2 separate regions of the Sus scrofa genome follow, and region 1 is linked to region 2. Evidence: chromatin contacts called from public Hi-C data. All regions are on one chromosome and are shown on one strand. The core of a region is the stretch at or near the end of the contact, and the rest is flanking DNA. Distances in the headings are between cores, read along the strand shown. Region 1 holds the start of ZC3H6 (zinc finger CCCH domain-containing protein 6). Region 2 holds the start of CHCHD5 (coiled-coil-helix-coiled-coil-helix domain-containing protein 5).

Region 1 (5,351 bases), core at 1,074-3,573, 230 kb after region 2:
CTCTTACTGAGAAACTAGGTTTGCTCAAGTTCACAAAGCTAAGCGGTAAAGCTGGAGCTAGAACCATTTCTCCTGACTCCTAGTTCACAACGAGTTTAAATATAGTTTTGTTTTTCATACAAGTTGACCAAAAAAGGTGTGAAACAGATAATTTGTTTCAGAAACCATTAGAAAATATTAGGTTCATAATCCTAATATAAAACAAAAAGACTAAATACTCTCCAGCTTAACCTTTAGTTTCTACTACTAAACTGGTAATGCAATTTTACAAAGATTTAATTTTTTCTTTTTAATTTCTAATTCCATATTTTAAAATTCCAAATTATTTTTAAAATCTGGCATCAGAATTCTTTATTAGCAAAATTAATTCAATATCTGAATTTGGCAACATAGTTTCTTCCTTATGTAGAATAATTCTTATTGAAGTTACTCTGCTACAGAGAACAGATTTCCTTCTTCTACACAAAAAGTGAATCTTAGGCTTCAAGAGCAAAACCCCATCATTGGTTTGTCCGCAAATACTCAGAGTAGGGAACTTCTTAAGATATTAGTTAACCCGTTCCAAGAACTTTCTCATTTTAAGGACAGGATAATGTAAAACAATCATGAAAAATGTGTTAAGTGCAAGCTTATGCACCTATAATTTTTTTAAAGAGCATTTTGATTTCCTAAAAACTACATATATAATTGACTGACTTGTCTTCTAGAGACCTACATTTATTATTACAGTACCAAAAGTGCCAAAACATTTCAAATTTTAGTACTGTTTGTTATATCTGCTTCTGGATTTAAAAAAAAAAAAAAGTGTTCTGTATACTTTACCAAAAGCAGATCACATTACTGCACAGGTAAAAACTCCAGCAACTTGTATACAGCCTAGAGCACAAGGTATGTTTTGATTAATTCCATTCGCAAGGGAGTAACGCACAGGTTCTGAATTTTTAAACATTCTAAATAAGAATAAGATACAATGTATTTTGACCCAGCAATTTAATGAAGGCCCACCCTTTCTTTTTTTAACGATTAAGATGGCTAGCACTATAAATTAAAATTTTAACCAAATCCTAAGTATGCTATTTATGCTATTTAAAATACGTCAATACGCCCAAATCATTAAACGGAGTTAAGAATGGGCCTCTTAAGGCATAGCAAAGATAAAAAAGTCAGAATCTCAAATTTTCCAATGATACATAGTATTTAGAAAACCGGGCTAGACTGAATGATCCATGGAGTCCTTACTTTAGGAGAAAACTGTGGTACACGAAGGTCTGCAAAGTCTAACTCTTTTGTGTAACATTTGAAACTTGCCGTTTCAAAATTGCTAGGGGTAAGCCTGTGCGAATACACGGCTTTTGGGGGTTGCCTAAAATTTTCCTAAGAAAGAACAAACAAAAACAAAAACAAACCCAAAGCATGTTTATTCTTAGGAGTGTGCTAGGGTAGTAGTCAAACAAATCACCAGTTACTGAAAATTCCTGGCGGGTCCTCATGGGACATGAGGGCCGGGCCCCGCACCGGGAGCCGCTTCCTCCGAGCCCAGGCTGGACCGCAGCCCCGAGCCGCCCGCGGAAGCCGCCCGGCGCCGACAGAGCCGCCCAGAGGCGGGGGGCTCGGGGCTCGCACGTGCGGCCGGGGGCGGGGCCGGCCGGGAAGGACCCCGCGCGGGGAGGCGGGCGCGGCCGGGCCGACCTCCCCCGCGGCCGCGGGCCCGGGCTTTGCATCGGGGCGCACGTCATGGAACGGATGGAGCCACACAGAGACGTCTAGGTCATGCAGGAGGCGCGCGGCCCCGGCCCGCTCCCGCCGCCCCAGACCCCTCCTCTCATCCGACAGAAAGACAGACAAGAAGGGTTCCCGACCTGTCGTGCCCTGCATGTTCAGAGTCTGTCATGTTTGGTCAAGAACGGGGCGGGGCTGGAGGGCAGGTCTGCGAGGCCGGCGGCGGCGGGGCGCGGGGAGGCTCCCTGCGCCGCCTGCGGGTACCTGCTCCCGGCCGCCGCCGAGAGGTGACGAAGTGGTAAAAACTCACGGTTACTAGTGAGCGACACAGACACAGACTTTCCAGTCTATTAACAACCACGCCAGAGAGGTGGGGCTCTAACTGCAAACACTGGGCCACGGCCCCGCGCTGCCGGCGCTGCCGCTTTAGTCTCTATTCGCCGCCGGTGGCTGAGGCTTGGGAGCAGCCGGGCGGCGTGCACCGACGCGGGGATTTGGACAGTGGCCGTAACGGTGATTTCTCCTCACCAACATGGCGGCACCCGAGACCGGCGGCTCGATAAAATGGCGCCTGCCGCAACACCTAGCCCGGGACTAAAGGGCAGAAGAGATTCCTCCGCGTGCCGCGGCCCTTACCCAGCCCGCCGGGGCCGAGCGCGCTTCCCATTGGAGGAGAAGGCCCGTCCATCACTCCCGGGGGCGGGTTCCCACGCTTTCCTGTGAAGCGGCGGAGGAGGCAGTCTCTGAAGGCTGTGCCGGGCGGAGCCGGGGGGTGGTTTAGGGCGGGGTAGGCGATCAGCGAGATCGCGCTGTGCCTCCGCGCCTACGGAGGTGCCTCGCGGTGTTCCCTGCGAGACGCCGCCTCCCAGAGATTGGGGGGGCGGTTTCAGACGTACCCAAACAAACGGCCCCCCCCCAAAGCCATTAGCAAATGTGGACAGCAGTGAGACGGCTCTAGAGTCAAAAAAAAACAAAAAACAAAAAAAGAAACCTTTGTTGCTTAAATAGTAGGGGAATGTACTTTCTCCTTCAAGGTTGTAGCGGATCTTGTTTTCTGTAACGGTTAATGCCCAGAATCACGTTTGGAGGAAAATAGCTTGGCACGTAACTCTGATATTTAATACTGAATTTATCTACCCAGTTATTAATAATGAAAGAAAAATTGCTAAAAGAATTATATGAGCTTTAAGTTATTCCATAAAAACATTTACATTTTATATGTAAAATACATGTGAATATTTTATAAATAAAAGCTAACTATTACATTTCTTTGCACTTATAAACGTGATCTTTTTTCTAAAATTTAATGACAACATTTTGGCCCATTTAGTTTTGAATGAATGTCTTTTTTTTTTTTTTTTTTTTTTTTTTTTGTCTTTTTAGGGCCAAAACCTGGGCATATGGAGGTTCCCAAGCTAGCGGTCAAATCAGAGCTGTAGCTTACGTCACAGCCACAGCAACGCCAGATCTGAGCTGTGTCTGCGACCTACACCACAGCTCACATCAACACCGGATCCTTAACCTACTGAGCGAGGCCAGGGATCAAACCTGCATCTTCATGGATGCTAGTCAGATTTGTTAATTGCTGAGCCACAAAGGGAACTCCAACGTCCCTTTTTTAAATCAGCATGATGGATTAATAATTAATCCTCCCAAATATCTGACTTTCGAGAAAATGTATTTTGTAGATGCATAGACACAGGACGTTTAGAAGCAATTGCAACTAGATTAAATTTTAAATTAAAAAAATGTGGATATTGGAGTTCCCGTCGTGGCGCAGTGGTTAACGAATCCGACTAGGAACAATGAGGTTGAGGGTTCGATCCCTGCCCTTGCTCAGCGGGTTAATGATCTGGCGTTGCTGTGAACTGTGGTGTAGGTTGCAGATGCGGCTCGGATCCCGCGTTGCTGTGGCTCTGGCGTAGGCCGGTGGCTACAGCTCTGATGAGACCCCTAGCCTGGGAACCTCCATATGCCATGGGAGCGGCCCCAAAGAAATAGCAAAAAAAGAAAAAAAAATGTGGATATGTATATTGAAAAACAGCATTCAATTTTTTTCTAAATTGAATGCAGCCCTTGACAGGAGCTGTACACCTATGAATAATTCTGCAGGCACTTGCCACACTTGGATACATTACATTTCTAGGAAACTTTCAAAAGCAGGTATATTTTGTCCAGAGTAACAATAATTTGCATTTGAAGTTTTGCAAGAATCTGTACTTTGTCTCTATTGTAACCATGTTACTTAGATCTTACTGTAACTAATTAGGAGAGTTCATTTCTCTGCAGTCTTCCCAAGACATTGAGGTAAGCAGTTGGCTGTTCTCTTATTGCACTTAAAGTTTCCCCTGACCGCTGTATCTGGAGGCCTTGGGATCCCTTTCAAACTCACTCTAAGGTCTTTGGTTTGCTGCGTTGTGAAACAATGAATACAGTTCTCTCTAGATGAAAAGCCTCCTTCCTAACCCTTGATATGCACCACCAGATGAGTTTGATAGCTGAAATACAGCCTCAGATCCTGGTCTTCTTCCTTGGGTAACAGAAAAGGAGTGACCCTGTGGATGGTATGCAGGGCAGGAGGTCGTGTGCCTTTGAAACTGTGTATTTAGAATCCAGAAGTGTTCAGAGACGTTCAGATAAAATATTTAAGTTGAAGGCTAAGCAAACCTCAGCATTCCTCTCCTTTTCTTTAACTGCCTCGGTTAAGAAGGCATGCTTTCATCACAGAGATTAAACCAGATTATCCGTTTCCAAGCTAGTAGATTTTACTTAACAATGAAATATGGACCATGAGAACTCCAGAACTCTTAGCACGTGACAACGACAACGCCATATTCAGAGGATAGAGTCCTGACTTCCATAATTGCCAGCTGCCAGATTAATCAAATTGACACTGCACAACCCTTTGTAATTTTGAACTTTTGCCCTGCTTCTTCTTCCTCATTCTCCCATTGTTGTTGTTGCTGTTAAAAGCTTTATGGATATAGGCCATAAAATTCACCCATTTTTAACTGTACATTTAAATTATTTTTAGCAAGTGTACCAAGTTGTGCAGCATTCAGTTTTAAAACATCCAATCAACCTAAGTGGCTATTTACAGTTAATCCTATCTTGCCACCCTGCTCCAGGCACCACTAATCTGTTTTTCATCTCTATAGGTTTGCCATTTCTGAAGATTTCATCTAAATCGAACTACACAATATGTGTTTTCTTCATCCTTTAAAGTGCCCAGTCACTGCTACACAAGTTGAAATGGAGCTCAGCTATTTCTCTCTTGGTCAATAGTGAATAAAATCTGTTTTTACTGCTTTAACTAATGTCTGTCTTTGTTTGTCTTTGGCATTCACCCCCCACACACACATACACACCCATGCACAGAAAAAATTATAACTGATGTAAAGGTCCCAACATTTTATTTTGCCAAATAAGGACTTTAAAAAACCCTATTGCAGTTATTTCATTAAAGAAAGGACATTTTAACACCAAGAATATGTTTAACTTTAAGAAAAATTCAGGAGTTCCCGTCGTGGCGCAGTGGTTAACGAATCCGACTAGGAACCATGAGGTTGCAGGTTCGGTCCCTGCCCTTGCTCAGCGGGTTAACGATCCGGCATTGCCGTGAGCTGTGGTGT
Region 2 (5,270 bases), core at 2,554-5,053:
TCCCTGACCTGGGAACTTCTTCATGCTGCAGGTGTGGCCAAAAAAAACCAAAAACTCGATGACTACAAGATCTGCTGGAAGGCTATCTCCCTAGTCTTCAGCCAAAAAGTCCTCTGAAGCAGGCGATGGGAAGCAATCAGTTATAAGGCAATGAAATAGAAGCCATAATGGAGGGAGCTCAGGGACCTCGGGAGGATGGAGATGGGCCATGAGGGGACGTTTTCTAAGGGAGGGAACATCTAAGCTGGAATAGGAATTAGCCAGATAGAGCAGGAAGGGCAGTCTAGGCAGAGGGAAATAGTGAGATAAGTGCCCGGCAGCAGGAGAGACCTGCAGCAGAGTAACTGCAACACAGAACTTGAGATGGAGGTAGGGAGAGGTAGGGTCAGAGGCCACACCCTGCAGGACCCTAGAAACTGGGCCAGAGTTTAGACTTGGCCTGGTCAAAATGAGAGCCATGAAAAGGTTTTTAAGTAAAGAAGCACGCAATCAGATTTCCTCTGGGCTCACTCTGGGACCTTCACACAGAATGGAGTGAAAGAGGAAAGACAGAGCATGGAGGCCCAAGAGAAGGCTTCTCTTCTGGTGCAAGAGGAGATGGAGCCCCGGGAACTGAGAGGGACAAGTGAGAGGGAGCTGATGAAAGAAGTGGCTTTTGCCTTTAGAGCTCACAGGTCAGTGGGAGACACCAGCGTTTCTCAAACTTTCTTATTTTTTTTTCTCCCATTACTGTGCCCTTCCACCCCTGGAGTCTTTTTAGATGATTTTTTTTTTCCTTTTTAGGGCCCCACCCACAGCATATGGAGGTTCCCAGGTTAGGGGTCTAATCAGAGCTACAGCTGCTGGCCTACACCACAGTCACAGTAATGCCAGATCTGAGCCATGTCTGCGACCTACACCACAGCTCACGGCGCTGGATCCTTAACCTACTGAGCGAGGTCAGGGATTGAACCTGGCCTCGAACACACAACCTCATGGTTCTTAGGCAGATTCGTTTCTGCTACACCATGATGGGAACTCCTTTTCAGATATTTTTTAAAAAATTTCACCCATTCATGAAAATTTTTTTTTTTTTTGTCTTTCCTAGGGCTGCTCCCACGGCATATGTAGGTTCCCAGGCTAGAGGTCTAATCGGAGCTATAGCCGCTGGCCTACGCCAGAGCCACAGCAACACGGGATCTGAGGAACGTCTGCGACCTACACCACAGCTCATGGCAGCGCCGGATCCTTAACCCACTGAGCAAGGCCAGGGATCGAACCCGCAACCTCATGGTTCCTAGTAGGATTCGTTAACCACTGAGCCACGTTGGGAACTCCCACCCATGAAATTTTAATAGCATAGCTATACCATATATATGTTTCTGTACTACATACATAAAAAAAGAATTAAGGCTTTTTTGGGCCATCCTCACCCCCTGGGTCCGAACAGCTGCCGGGGCCATGAGGAAGACAGGGGGAGTACGTAAGGGAGCTGCAGGAGCTCTGCCTGAAGAAGAACACAGATAACCTGGCAGCAACCTGGGATTTTGTGCTCAGTGTAGATGAGAAGCCATTCATGAGCTTTCATTAAGGTGTAATGACACTAGTTTTCAGTTCCTTTTTTTTTTTTTTTTTTTTTGCTTTGTAGGGCCGCATCCACAGCATATGGAGGTTCCCAGGCTAGGGGTCAAATCAGAGCTGTAGCTGCCAACCTACACCACAGCCACAGCACTGCAAGATCCAAGCCACATCTGCAACCTACACCACAGCTCACGGCAACGCCAGATCCTTAACCCACTGATCGAGGCCAGGAATCAAACCTGAAACCTCATGGTTCCCAGTTGGATTCGCTTCCACTAAGCCATGATGGGAACTTCAGTTTTCAGTTCCTTAACCCTCTCTCTGGCCACTGCATGGCAGCATGGTAAGAGAGGATTCAGGGAGACCAGGAAGAAGCCTGGAGCAGGTGTCCTGGCAGTGGAGGGGTGGGGGAGATGGCTGGACTAAAGCAGGGGCTGTGGATGGGGCAACAGGGGACCATGGTCTGATGTTCTGGATTCGGGATGCATGGGGAAGGTGTGTGTGAAGCTAAGGATGCCTCCAAGATTTTTACTCTGAGTGACCAGAGGCTAAAGGAGTGGGATGAACTGCCAAGCCCCTAACTTACCTGCGTGGTTGAGGGCGAGTGTGTCGGCTGCACCTGTTCAGCACACTGCAAGAAGCGGCGTACATGCTCTGCGCAGTTGCTCACGGCTGCCTCATTCTGCCGGAGACACTCCTCAAAGGCCTCAAAAGGCTCTGCACAGGCCTGGCGGATCTGACGGATGATTGGGCTGCGAGGGCAGGGCATTTCAGGCTCAGAGAGACTTCCACTCCGATGTCCACCCACCCCCCACTGCCCTGTACTTGCCCACACTCACTGGGAGGACGTGCACTGAGAGATGCTCATCTTAAGGTGATGACAGTCCCGTTGCCATGACTCAGGCTTGGCTGCCACACACTGGCCATACTGCTCCAGCTCTCGGCTGCAGTAGCGGGCAGTGACCTCCAGGGCCGCTTGCCTGTGAGACAGGACAGACTGAGGGTAACTGCAGGCAGCAGGCAAGAGATGGAGTTCTGATCTGAGTCTAGGGTGGGACTGGCATCTTGGACAAATCTGAGAGCCTGAAGGATCCTGGGATAGGGCCAAGGAGCTAGAGAGGTAAGGCATGAGCCTTGGAGGTTGTGGAGTAGGCTCAGAGCTTCAGGGGAGATAGTGGAAGTTCTGAAAAAAAAGGTCTGATTATTCTGAAGCAGACTTTGAAGGTCCTGGACGGCAGGTTTTAGAGTTCTAGCATTCTCTAGTTTCTACCTGGGGATCATGCAGAAAAGCTCGTAGGGCCTTAGAATTAACACCTAGAGTTCCTGGAGAGAACCTGGAAGCCCTAAATGAGTTTGAAAGCCCTAAAAGTGAGGTTTAGAGGTGCAAGGGGTGAGGTCTTAGGTCCTGGGGAAGGGTCTCTTGACCAGACTGTCTTCGAAATGGGGCCAGAGGATTGGGTACTGAAAAGTGAGACTTGAGGCCCTGGGGCGGTTTGGGGGTCTAGGGTAAATCTTAAGTGTCCCACAAATAAGCTCTTCAAATTGGGGAGACAAGATCTGAAAATCCAGAGTGAGATCAGAGGCATCTAGGAACAAGTCTGTGGGCCTTATAGGTGAGGTCTGAGGCAAAGGACAGATTTGGAAGGTTCAAATGGTAAAGTTAGATGAGCCAAGGAGAGGAACTTGGAGCTCTAAGGACGGATCTGGGAGTCCTGGAGGCCCTGAGACAAGTCTGGAATCGTAGGGTTGCAGGGTGAGGACAAGACCCAGGGTTTTCGGGGCAAAACTTGAGCACAGAGAGACTGGATCTAAAAGTCCTTCGTTAGCACCCAAAGAAGGGGTGGAACCTAAACGCTCAGAGGGCGAGGCTTGAACACGAGAACTGGAGCTCGCAAGGGAATGCGCTGAATCACGAGGCTCGGACCCGGGAACAGAGAAGCCAATTCTTCCCGGAATCTTGGCCTAAGTCCAGATCACTGGGGAAAGAGAAGGAGTGCGGGGGCAGGTACAGGGTAGGCGCTCCCGCTACTCACATCTTGAGGCCGAGGCCGAAGGAGGATCAATGGGGAAGGAGCGCTCCGCCTTTTCCGGTATCAGGTTGTCATGGCGGCGCCCAGCTAAGCCCTCCTTATTTCGATTTTTCCGGTTGCAGAGCGGACTAGCAGGCCCGCTCCCTTTAGGCCCAATCTGTCATGGCGGCGCCCTGCCTCTCCTCAGGTCCGGGGCCTGTCATGGCGGCGCCCTGCGTAGCCACTTCCGTCCCTAGCTGGCTCGGGTATTTTAGGCCCTTCCGGCCTACGTGGGCGGTGCGGGGAATTCCCCGGAAGTGCTGGGACGTACAGTGGCGCCTCGGTGCCGAGGCGAGTGCGGCGCTGACTTGGGTGGCTCTTTGAGGGATTTGGCCGCAGCCACACGCGCTCCTAGTCGCCGGACTGGAGCTGATGGAGAGTGGCTGTTGCTGCTGCGGGCTCTCATCAATGCAGCCGTTCGCGGATGCGCGCAGCAGCTGAGTGCTTTAGCTGTCAGCTGCTGGCCGCAGGGAACGGGATCCCTAATGCAACTCTGCGCATGCGCTCGCTCGCCTCTTGCAGACCGTGGTGTGCGCGCGGCTGAGGGGCGGGGAAACAGCCTCCCCAAAAGCTGGACCAGGAGGAGGCCTGGACCTCCTGACTGCTCAGCATGGGTTACCCAGACCGCGTCCCCCACCCCTGGGCATAAACTCTGAAGCCAGCATGAACGTGAGTTTTAATCTTAGCTCTGTGTCACAATGGGGGAGTTACTTCCATGTAATTCTTCCTGGTGGGATGGTTCCACCTCCTCATGTCTTCCAGTGTCTGGCTCCACGTATTTGTCCCTTGGTCAGAGAACTGAGCACCAGTACTGTCTAGTATGCAGAGGTTTTCCCTGACTCCAGCCAAAATGATCATAAAATGTAGTTTGTCGCAGCATTATAGGGGAACAGGTGTCAGTCATTTGTAACCAAGTGATAATTGTTTGGGCAAATTAGGAACAAAAATTGGGTCCTGATGCTGGCTCCCACCTCCCCTCCATAAAGCCAGGCTACTGACACCTGGTTGTGGTGACTGAAAGTGCTGGCACCACTCAAGAACCCAGGTAGCTAATGTCCAAAAGGCTCAAACTTCCCAAAGAGTTTCAGGGAAAGGCTTTTAAAGACAGAGTGAGGGAGGGGGGGGCTATCAGCTGGCGAGACATTCTTCTGATTGGTTGGTGGTGAGGTAATTGGTAGCATCATCAACCTTCTGGTTACAATCAGCTTGGGGTCTACCTGCTCGTGGGCAGCGTACAATTAATTAATTTCTCCCACCTGGTGGGGGTTTCAGTATTTGCAAAATAGCTCAAAGGACATGACTTGAAGTATGGTATATAACCTTTGAGGAAGAACTAAAGGTCTTTGACTTTAATGCCTAAACAATCATTACCTTGTCTTTTTGACACTTTTCCTTTCTTTTTGCATTTTTCTCACTTCTCTGATTGAAATTGACTCTTTGGAATTCGAGGAAGGCCCAGGAGGCTAAAGTTTTTCTGTGGAGAAGAGGCAGGTGGAGGACGTGTGGAGAAGGAAGAGGGCTCTGTTCTGCTCCGTTAAACATATGCTCATCTGTAAAATGGGGGTGATGACAGTGACATTCTTCACATAAGACGTAGTGTACGTGGGAGGTTTAGTATGGAGCCTGGACCCTCACAAGTTT

Evidence for each region. Hi-C and Micro-C count contacts between places; a contact is called where the count stands out from the background.
Region 1: a Hi-C map of liver shows a contact between it and region 2, with 4 times the contacts expected there. The contact joins the promoter of ZC3H6 here to the promoter of CHCHD5 in region 2. A contact is called at or near these places in 6 of 47 Hi-C or Micro-C datasets (heart right ventricle, liver, skeletal muscle and 1 more) and 1 of 2 datasets of contacts at active chromatin or transcription factors (alveolar macrophages).

The regions. Positions count from the first base shown.
Region 1 is chr3:44,146,590-44,151,940 of Sscrofa11.1, forward strand. ZC3H6 (zinc finger CCCH domain-containing protein 6) reads right to left here and starts at 2,324. Exons shown (of 12, transcript XM_021087025.1): 1 at 1,860-2,324. The coding sequence starts at 1,891.
Region 2 is chr3:43,911,947-43,917,216 of Sscrofa11.1, forward strand. It overlaps CHCHD5 (coiled-coil-helix-coiled-coil-helix domain-containing protein 5), which reads right to left and starts at 3,804. Exons shown (of 4, transcript XM_021087024.1): 1 at 3,594-3,804; 2 at 2,400-2,540; 3 at 2,147-2,312. The coding sequence starts at 3,595. LOC110259964 (a long non-coding RNA gene) reads left to right here and starts at 3,944. Exons shown (of 2, transcript XR_002342486.1): 1 at 3,944-4,298.